2 separate regions of the Ovis aries genome follow, and region 1 is linked to region 2. A link is a contact called in public Hi-C data. All regions are on one chromosome and are shown on one strand. The core of a region is the stretch at or near the end of the contact, and the rest is flanking DNA. Distances in the headings are between cores, read along the strand shown.

What was found. A called contact is a pair of places that touch in the nucleus more often than the background predicts.
Region 1: a contact with region 2 is called in a Hi-C map of liver, with 5 times the contacts expected there. The contact joins two enhancer-like sites. A contact is called at or near these places in 14 of 16 Hi-C or Micro-C datasets (blood, hypothalamus, liver and 7 more).

Annotation. Positions count from the first base shown.
Region 1 is chr1:220,042,170-220,047,870 of ARS-UI_Ramb_v3.0, forward strand. GOLIM4 (golgi integral membrane protein 4) reads left to right here. Exons shown (of 15, transcript XM_042234859.1): 2 at 5,545-5,619. Among named protein-coding and RNA genes, the nearest start is that of GOLIM4, 46 kb to the left of the region's middle. Within about 2 kb of position 4,057, at least 3 of the 54 cell types and tissues checked have an H3K27ac peak or open chromatin away from gene starts, as enhancers often do. A contact at or near this core is called in liver, where this site is marked.
Region 2 is chr1:219,943,745-219,949,007 of ARS-UI_Ramb_v3.0, forward strand. All of the region lies in intron 2 of LOC132658461 (a long non-coding RNA gene), which reads right to left. Among named protein-coding and RNA genes, the nearest start is that of GOLIM4, 53 kb to the right of the region's middle. Within about 2 kb of position 3,022, at least 3 of the 54 cell types and tissues checked have an H3K27ac peak or open chromatin away from gene starts, as enhancers often do. A contact at or near this core is called in liver, where this site is marked.

The DNA of each region.
Region 1 (5,701 bases), core at 2,807-5,306, 99 kb after region 2:
AAAGGAGTACGTCAAGGCTGTATACTGTCACCCTGCTTATTTAACTTATATGCAGAGTACATCATGAGAAACGCTGGACTGGAAGAAACGCAAGCTGAAATCAAGATTGCTGGGAGAAATATCAATAACCTCAGATATGCAGATGACACCACCCTTATGGCACAAAGTGAAGAGTAGCTAAAAAGCCTCTTGATGAAAGTGAAAGAGGAGAGTGAAAAAGTTGGCCTAAAGCTCAACATTCAGAAAACGAAGATCATGGCATCTGGTCCCATGACTTCATGGGAAATAGATGGGGAAATAGTGGAAACAGTGTCACACTTTATTTTTGGGGGCTCCAAAATCACTACAGATGGTGACTGCAGCCATGAAATTAAAAGACACTTACTCCTTGGAAGAAAAGTTATGACCAACCTAGAGAGCATATTCAAAAGCAGAGACATTACTTTGCCGACTAAGATCCGTCTAGTCAAGGCTATGGTTTTTCCTGTGGTCATGTATGGATGTGAGAGTTGGACTGTGAAGAAGGCTGAGCGCTGAAGAATTGATGCTTTTGAACTGTGGTGTTGGCGAAGGCTCTTGAGAGTCCCTTGGACTGCAAGGAGATCCAACAGTCCATTCTGAAGGAGATCAGCCCTGGGATTTCTTTGGAAGGAATGATGCTCAAGCTGAAACTCCAGTACTTTGGCCACCTCATGCAAAGAGTTGACTCATTGGAAAAGACTGATGCTGGGAGGGATTGGGGGCAGGAGGAGAAGGGAGGCAACAGAGGATGAGATGGCTGGATGGCATCACGGACTCGATGGACATGAGTCTGAGTGAACTCTGGGTGATGATGGACAGGGAGGCCTGGCGTGCTGCGATTCATGGGGTCGCAAAGAGTTGGACACGACTGAGTGACTGAACTGAACTGAATGTTCCTTTTCAGTTTGTTTTCCTTTTTTTGAGCACTTCTCCAACCTTCTGTCAGTCACTGCTGTTCCATTCTCTCACCTGCCTCCTCAGTAATATTCTGCAACCCTCAAACCATTTCTGAATTCTTAGGTTATATATCAGGACAGGGAGGCCTGGCATGCTGCAATTCATGGGGTCGCAGAGTCGGACACGACTGAGCGACTGAACTGAGAAGCTGGTGCTTTAATAATGGCTTGACCAATTCTGAGTAAGTTAATATTAATAGTACAGTTACATCATGGTTTCTACCCATACCCTCTATTCCTGTTTACCACATCTTTTTTCTGCTGCAGTTTGCAAAAACGCATTTCTCTTGCCTTAGGTTTTGCTATGAATGATGCCATTTTATGTATTCATGATCATGCCTCAGATTTCCTAAGACCTTTGATTGTGGACTGTAATCCACAGATATATTCGCCTCTTTGTGGACATTGTATAGCATCTCTTCAGGTTATTTATGAAAGTTTCTAACTTTCATGTATCCTAGAATCTTCTAGCTGTTGAGACAAGCTAGAATTTAAACGTCAAATGTGTAAATTCCCATTCTGCACATAATTGTCAGACAGCTGTGTGATTAAGTTTGGTCGATGGGTACTTTGTACCAGCTGTTTGCATGTTATCCTCCTGACTGAATCGCAGGGAAGAGAGTAAAGCGCAGAACCATGTCTCCCCCATCCCCCAGTTCTCCTCACCCTATCCACCAACTCCCTGTGGATCCTCCACCCCAATGAAGATGCATTTCTGCAGATGCAGAAGTGTTTTCTGCTTCCTAAACCAAAGATAAGCATTACATGATGACCAAGTACCACATAATGTTGAGTGATGCTGCTGTATTTTATTGTCAAGAATTTCACAGGATTATAATTTGTAAATGCAGCGTTTTCCCACATTCTTACCTTCCCATGGTAATCGTTCATATTTAGAGTCTGAGGTGTCTGGGGATGGTGACTAACAGTTCCCTCACAGATGTTTTCTTGACTGCGCTGCTGCTGCTGGGTTTTTTGTTGTTTTTATCTTGGGTGTTGCTAGCCTGGATTGTCTTCCCCTAGAGGTGCTGACCTCCATTCAGGAGCCCCTGGACTCAGGACCCCTGCTGCCACTTCGCTTCCTTTAGAGCAAGATCTTGACTACAGTGCCTGCTCACCTTTCTTTGAAAGTGATGCACATGCTTGCTGAAATTGTCCATGATATGTCCAGTTAGTGCACCCGTTTAGCATAATAAAGGTATATTTAAGCCCTATTACCTGGCATGTTTATGTTCCTGTGAGCCACTGCCCAGACCGTGGGCACTTTGGCCAGTGGCTTGGAGATGAGGGAGTGTTTTTTCTACCAGCTTGGAGCTTAGATGCTCTCCTGGCATCCTGTTCTCACCTGTGTGTATCATGACAACATTGTAATTTATGTTTCCCTGTAGGCTTCTCCCACCTGACTGAAAATTTCAAAGACTGTGAGCACACAGTTCTGGGCTTGGCTTGGTGAGGTTCCACAGCACTAATCTTTGTTTTCCATGTCTCATTCCAAATGTCATTCAAGATGGTAGCATTAGCACCAATCCAAGGAAACTCTTGGTTTTAATAGACTTTTAGAAATTGGCCAAGAAACGTATATACTATACACCTATATGTTTGAAAAGCAATGTAATTTCTCAGCAGTGGACTTGGAACCAGCTTTTTGGAAAACAACCACCTTTGGTCCAGTCTCATCACCTCTGCACCTTTGTCCCTGTGGTGTCTTCCAGGAATGCCTTTCTCCTGTGGCCCCGCCACCTACCTAATTGTTCTTCACTCTCAAAACCAGCCAGGAGTCTTCCCTCACTCCCCTTCCTTCCAGAGCTCACCCTTCTCTTTCACTGGGCTTAAATATGCTTTTATTATGCCAAATGCAGTTAGTTCTGATTATTTAAAATTACTGAATATATCTCCCTTGTTAGACTAGAGCTTCTTGAGGCCAAGGCCCATGTCTATTCACGTTGCATTTCTACTCATATCACGGTGCTGGGTAAAGTGGAGTTGGATGAGATCCCTTTATACTAACAGCATTGGAGGAGATTGAAGGATCATCTGTAAAGAAAATAGGGACCAAAGTGGAGAAAGGAAATGGGGCAGGTCGTTATTTGGATGACTGTTGGGAGGCTGAGACGAGAGGGAAGATGAGTTTGGGGCAGGCCAAAGGAGACAACACCAGGCCAGTCTGGGTGGTGGCAGGCATTTTAGCAGTCGTGGACTGAGAAGTAAGCAGAGGTGTGAGCAGAGGAGTAGGGGCTGTGGGAGTCACAGATGGAGCCCTGGCAGTAGCAGCTGTACATGGGAGGCAAGATGAGAGATGCAGCGTTGGGAGAAGGAGAAGGACCTTGGAGATGATGGCCATATTGGAAGAAGGACACCCATAGCTGGTACCTGGCAGGGGGTGGGGGACAGGCAGTGGGGAAAGGTGGGGAAGAGGGTCAGGGAGGGGATTGCTGTGACCGTGGCAACTTTTGAGTGGCCAGCAGTTTGGGGCAGTTGTACACACTTTGCCAACAAAGGTCCATCTAGTTAAAGCTATGGTTTTTCCAGTAGTCGTGTATGGATGTGAGAGTTGGACTATAAAGAAAACTGAGCACCAAAGAATTGATGCTTTTGAACTGTGGTGTTGGAGAAGACTCTTGAGAGTCCTTTGGACTACAAGGAGGTCAAACCAGTCAATCCTAAAGGAAATCAGTCCTGAATATTCATTGAACAGACTGAAGCTGAAGCTCCAATACTTTGGCCACATGATGTGAAGAACTGACTCCTTGGAAAAGACCCTGATGCTGGGAAAGATTGAAGGCAGGAGGAGAAGGGGAAGACAGAGGATGAGATGGTTGGATGGCATCATCGACTCGACGGACATGAGTTTGGATAAACTCCTGGATTGGAGATGGACAGGGAAGCCTGGCATGCTGTGGTTCATGGGATCACAAAGAGTTGGACATGACTGACTGAACTGAACTGACACACGAAGGGTCAGTCAGTGGTTGACAATTGAATTGTATCTTAGGTAGCTGTGAAGAGCTGGAGGTGGTAAAAAGAACCCAGTGGCAAGCTTGGCTGAGCTTGCCAGGGAGTGAGATCATCTGTGACCATAATGCTGAGCAAACAGGATTAAAGGGCACATCAGAAACTTGGTTTATCCTCTCCTTCTCTCCCCTGTTCCAACCACTACTCTGTGGGCTTGAGTTTTCTGTCCCTGCATGAAATCTAAGACAGACTTCACTACTTTGTATCACCTTCTCTCAGATTAAAAATATATTTTTTTTTCTCAATAACTTTTATCCATAAATACAGTCTTGGTTTAGTAATATCTGGCCTAGTCCAGTATAATAATACTTTTTTTTTTTTTAATTAAAGATAAAACTTCTCTTGCAGCTCCTATTTCCTGGAGATGTGAAGCCTGTAGTGAGGGAGGAAGTACCCAGGGGCTTCCCTCTGTTTTCCCCCTAAATCATCAGCACTCCTTCCTCCCCTCACCAGGCAACTCCCACTTCTTCAGGATAGACTGGGGAGGTGGGCTTGGTAAAGTGCAGGAAGGTCCTGTGGCACGACATCAGCTTGCCTTGGGTTTCCTGCCATGGCAGATCTCAATCCTGTGGGCTTCCCAGGTGGCTCAACGGTGAAGAATCCGCCTGCCCAGCCAGAGATGCAAGTTTGAGCCCAGGTCAGGAAGATCCCCTGGAGTAGGAAATGGCAACCCACTCCAGTTTTCTTGCCTGAAAAATTCCATGGACAGAGGAGCCTGGCAGACTACAGTCCACGGGGTCGCAGAGTCAGACACAGCTGAACATGCAGGCATGGCACAGGTTATAGGCTCTTCAGTGGGGACAGTCTCCCTCCTTCGTCTCTGTGGCCCTCTCGCCTGCATTTTCTCTGACATGGGGAATACACCTCCTTTTTCAGCAAACCTTGGTATGCTGCTGAGCTTTCCACATCCACCCTTGCTCAGCTCGTTCCGCTGCTGTGCTGTGCTCAGTCCTGTCCAACTCAGTGACACGGTGGTCTGTGGCCCGCCAGGCTCCTCTGTCCCTGGAATTTTCCAGACAAGAATACTGGAGTGGGTGCCATTTCCTACTCTAGGTGATCTTCCCAAGTCAGGGGTGGAACCTGTGTCAGGCAGCTCTAATTCACTGTCAGCTCATGTTGACTTGGGAGCACTTATGGGATCTCTGGGTGTAAATACTCTCCTAGTGCCTGAAAGTGAGGTGGGAGCTGGACACACAGATGGGGGTAAATGCTGTGCAGATGGTGGCTGAAGTGTGGAGAGTGGACATGCTCATCCAGCGGGAGACAGGGAACCCCACAGAGACTCGCATTCCAGAAGCAGGAGAACAAGGAACTGTCCAAGAAGGTGGAAGCCTCTTCCACAGTGTTGTTTCTACAGAGGGGCAGACCATATAGGAGTCAGTTGAGCATTACGCCTATTATTGTTTTCATCTTTCACGCAGATTAAAGGCGCGTATTTTCATTTTAATAGTGAAAGGACCCTAAACTATCTTCTTCCTGTTTTGAAAATTGATGTTGATTTTACTTTAGAATTTCTGATTTATTGAAGAAAAGTTTTCAACTTTTTTTTTTCCAGTTGTGTATGAACACAGATCAAGATTGGAGAAATCCTTGCAAAAGGAAAGACTTGAGCATAAGAAAGCAAAGGAAGGTAAGTAAATAATATCATTCGTGTTTTACATTTTTTATGCTCTTCTTTGAAGTACATTGTACTTGCTTTACTGTTTTCTTGC
Region 2 (5,263 bases), core at 1,772-4,271:
ATTCCAAAGAAACTAGACAGTCAATTAGAAAACAAAATGCAATTTAAAAATTTAGAACATTATCATATTTTTACCCTCTTGGGGGAGGGGGGAAACTGACAGAAAAATCTCAGTTACTTGAAGGGGAGTAAATGAAGGACTAGACAGATCAGCAAGAAATCTTGGAAAGAGTAGTGTGAAAAATACAGAGCTTAAACATGTTTAATTGGTAAAGCGTCTGCCTACAATGCAAGAGGCCCAGGTTCAATCCCTGGGTCGGGAAAATCTCCTGGAGAAGGAAATGCCAACCCACTCCAGTATTCTTGCCTGGAAAATTCCATGGACAGAGAAGCCTGGTAGTCTACAGTCCATGGGGTCTCAAAGAGTCGGACACAACTGAGCGACTTCACTTGCACCCTGGTAGAACATACAGATTATATCGCCGAATCATTCACGAGCTTTGTGGAATCTGGTAGTCTCTGAAGGTACTCGCTCTCCTTCTAATTAACATACTTTGCTGAGGCATCATCAGGCAATTTTTGTCACCCACAGATACCAGTGCCTGAAGATCATTCCCTGCTGATTCCCCAGCCATCTCTCCAGCCCAGAACGTACTCCCCAGACACAGACAATCTAGCGCACCTCCACCTGGAGGTCTCCCGTGGAACTAAAATTCAATAGGTTCAAAGCTTGACTCTTTCACCACCAGCAGCGCCCCCTGTAGTCCTGTCTAGACAATGACATCACCATTCAGCAAGACAGAAACAGGAATTGTCCTCAAATCTTCCTTTTCCCCACCTGATGCCTAATCAGTCACTCAGTCCTGTCATTTGTATCTACCCTACCTTTCTTGTTCGCATCCTTCCACTCTGTTCCTAATACCTTTCTCTTGTTTTAACATTTATCAACTCTCACTAGGAGTAATGTTGCAAGCTCTGAAATTTCCCTGTCTCACCATCCTCCACCTCCTCATCCACTGTCCCTAGACTGATTTTTCTAAAACGCAAGGGTAACCACATGACTAACTCCTTTGTTTAAAACTCTGTTCCATCTGTAGAACAGAAGCCCAAAGCCCTGAATCAGCGCTTTCCTCCTATGCATCATCTACCACTGCTCCTGACAAGAACGCCGCTTTTCTTTTTATTTATTTGGCCGCACAGGGTCTTAGTTGCAGCTTTTGAGATGTTTAGTTGTGGCATGTGGGATCTAGTTCCTTGACCAGGGATCGAACCTGGGCCTTCTGCTTTGCGAGTGTGGAGTCTTAGCCACTGGACCACCAGGGAAGTCCCATGAAGGCTGCATTTCAGCTTTCAAAATCACTTACATTCACAAAGGGGCTCTACTCTTTCATGTTCTCTGCTTTTATTAATGTTCATGCTATATCCTTTGTCTGGAATTCCTCTCTCCTCCTTTTCCCATATTCATCCAGAATATTCTTGATCATTCTTTAAGACCCAGGTCATCCTCTAAATTGAGCATTCCTTCCTCTGTTTTCTCCTGATATCCAGTACATAAATCTACTACAGTGTCATTACATTATAATGCCTATACTGTGAATTCCCTGCTAGCAGGGACTGATCCTCATTTTTGTGATCTTTAGTGACAAGCTCTGTGCCTGGCCTTATTTAGTCCTCAGAATATCTCAAATAATGAAAGAATGAAAAGGCAGGATATTAATTATCAAAATTTACTGACCACTTGAGACAAGCACTGTGCTCAAACTTTATAAACATTGTCTCATTTAATTCAACAGCCCAGTGAGGTAAGTTCTATATTTATTTTATTTTGCAGATAATAAGCTTCAGGAAGTTAAGAAATATATGCAAAATCAATATATGCAAATGAAAAGCTTAGATTCTCTGCTTCTTTTCCTGACCAGAGCTCAATCTCTTATATATTCCACTTAACTTCAAATGTATGCTACTTCCATAGGAACTAAATACAAGGAAATACTATTCTATCAAAAAAAATTTTTTTAAGGTCATGGATTATGCAAGCTGGCTACTTAAGAGTTTTATACTGATTCCAAGAAAAAAAGCAAGAATGATTCTCAAGCATGGTTTGTGAACACTTACTGAAGGGAGTCTTACTAATGCCCTTGGGTATTACCAGGAAGAAGTATGATTTCGTGAAGAACAAGGAATCCCAAAGCATCTTCCTTCCCTTCTAGAAGACAGGATTACTTGACAAGAAAACCAAGGAACTGTGACTCCCCAGTATCCTCCCCAGCCCCGGCCATTGTATAGCAGCCTTGCCATTTTGGGTGTTGACCCAAGCTTCAGGAGTGAGTACTATCAAGTCTAAACCAGTGTTTCTCTAAGCATTGCTGTGTAGGGCACTGTCTGCAGTGCTTGATAAAAATTCAATTTCCTATTTCCACGCTGAGAGATTCTGAATCAGTGAGTTTGGTGCCAAGGAATCTGCATCCAGTGGAATCCGATAGACCAGAGTCACACTTCAGAAACATGTCTGCAAACCAACCATGTGTTCCCATCCCTTTGCCAGTTCTGGTGATGGTTTGGTCCCTAAGTTGTATCTGACTTCTGGCGACCCCATGGACTGTAGCTCACCAGGCTCCTCTATCCATGGGATTCTCCAGGCAGGAATACTGGAGTGGGTTGCTATTTCCTTCTCTAGGGGGATCTTCCCTACTCAGGGATTGAACTCGGGTCTCCCGCACTGTAGGTGGATTCTTTACCAAGGAGCCACAAGGGAAGCCCTTTGCCAAGGGCTTTGACTGGGTTAAGCCAGTCAAAGTCAGGTTTCATCCTGGCAGAGGTCACTGGTCTAGGTGTAGGTGCCAGGGTGACCAACGGTCCCTGCTTGCCCAGGACTTTCCTGGTTTTAGCACTGAAAGTCCCACATCCTCACTGTAAAAGTGATATAGGAGGTTGTCCTAGTCAAACTGAAAGAATAGTCTTCTATTCACACTTTCTCCCCTTCCCACCCTCTTTCTTGGACACAGACAAGGAAGCACGCTATCCCCATGGCTGTTGGCAGCCAGCTTATATCCACAAAGGAAACTGGCCTGGGGACAAGACACGGAGAAGGTAAACTCTAAACAGCAGAACAGTCTGAGCCTTGGTTGTGCTGTGCCTGGAGCCCTCCCTACCTCTGTGCACAAATAAATGTCCTTATTGTTTATTCCAGGCTGATTCAGAGTTCCACCCTTGCAGGCACAAACATCCTAACCAGAACACTTTGGCAAATTATGATGTTAGAAAGAAATATGACCAAGTTCCTTTTAGACAAAACAAAGATGTGAACTAAAAAATAAGACATAGGGTAAATCTGTCACTTTTGAATGTGCGTAAGGAATTCCTCTGGATTCTGTCTCATTGAAAGTTATGGGGGAAATGTGTGAAAACCTGAGTCAAGATACCCAATATTCTCTAAGAGTTGGCGCAATGGCCTAAACCTAACAAGATGAAATTTAATAACCATAAATGTAAAGCCCTACATTTAGGCCCCAAACAGTAATTAATTTTACAAGTACAACATGGCGGAAACAGGATTTAAGAGCAGCACGTGTGAAAGATTTAGGGATTTTTGGTCGACAGTGAATTCAACATAAGCCCAAGTTGTGATGTGGTTGCCAAAAATGCTTATGTGATTGTAGGCTGCCTTACAAATGTGTAACAAAGATTTCCCCCAGGCCACACCAGCCTCAATAACCTTTAACAGAACAGGGGTTTTCTGCTTCTCCAACCACCTGAGTTCTCCTGTTCAGACTGGGAATTCTAAATGCCCTTCCTCTATCAAATCTTTCTGGGAATCTTTAAACTAGTACCTTTCTTTTCTTTTTGGACATTATTTTATCCCTGTATTAAGCTGGCTGTCTGCTTTTTACATTCTTCTATTTAAGCTACTAAGTGAAAAGTGAAAGTGTTAGTCGCTCAGTCATGTCCAACTCTTTGGGATCCCATGGACTGTAGTCTGCCAGGCTTCTCTTTCCATGGAATTCTCCAGGCAAGAATACAGGAGTGGGTAGCCATTCGCTTCTCCAGGAGATCTTCCCTACCCAGTGACTGAACCTGGGTCTCTTGTATTGCAGGCAGATTCTTTACCATCTGAGCCACCAGGGAAGCTCCATTAAGCTACTGAACACTGAAGGAAATCAGATAAATAACAGCACTAACTACTCTTCTCGCTATCCCCAGCCAGGTCCTCCACACTTTTCAACAGTCCTTCATTAGCCTTAGACGTAGCTGTGCCTTCTTCCTCATTAACTTTCTTCCTTTCCTCAAGGCCCACACCTCACTTCCTGGGGATGGCCTAGCCTCTTTCTTCATGAAAACAATAACCTGCATTAAAATAGCCCTTGCTTAATGAACTTATTTGCAAAAAGAAACAGAGTTATGGATATAGAAAATAAATATGTTTATTTGGAGATAAAAGGGGGGATAAATTAGAAGATTGGGACTGACATAAACACATTACTATATATAAAATGGGCTTCCCTGGTGGTTCAGCAGTATAGAATCAGCAGTGCAGAAGATGGCTGCTAGGTCTCTGGGTTGGGAAGATCCCCTGGAGGAGGGCATGGCAACCCACTCCAGTATTCTTGCCTGAAGAATCCCATGGACAGAGGAGCCTGGTGGGCTAGAGTCCATTGGGTCACACAGAATTGGATATGACTGTAGCAACTGAGGATGCATGCAGATACATAAAATAGATAACTAATAAGGACCCGCTCTACTCAATACTCTGTAATGGCCTATAAATGAAAATAATATAAAAAAGAGTGGATATATGTATGTGTATAACTGATTTCACTTTGCTGTATAACCTAAAACTACACAACACTGTCAATCAACCATGTATGTGTATGTGTTGGTTGTTCAGTCTTGTCCAACTCTCTGCGGCTCCATGGACTGTAGCCTGCCCGGCTCCTCTGTCCATGGGATATTCCCCAATAAAAATTTTTAAAAAGTTAACCCTGGCTTTCATCTGCCCTCTCAGGACCTCAGCCACCGAAGGTTAATAAAGCTTCTTCTTCAACAGTGAACCAAATAAAACTCTCTTCTGAAAACTGACTCACATAACTGACTGCTCCAGAATCTGCTTCCTGAATTTAGCCATCGTGCCTTAGTTCAGTCATGAACCCAGGCCCCAGATGAGTCTGGGTAACTGGATAACCCGGGGCCAGTGGACAGGAAGTCAAATGCCTGACTTTGCCCCTCGGTGTCTCTCTTGCCTGACCTCCTACCTAGCAGAAAGGGCTCTCCTTGTCTTCACTACTGCTCTGTGTCCAACACGTCTCACCTCTCCAGAGCTTGTTTCT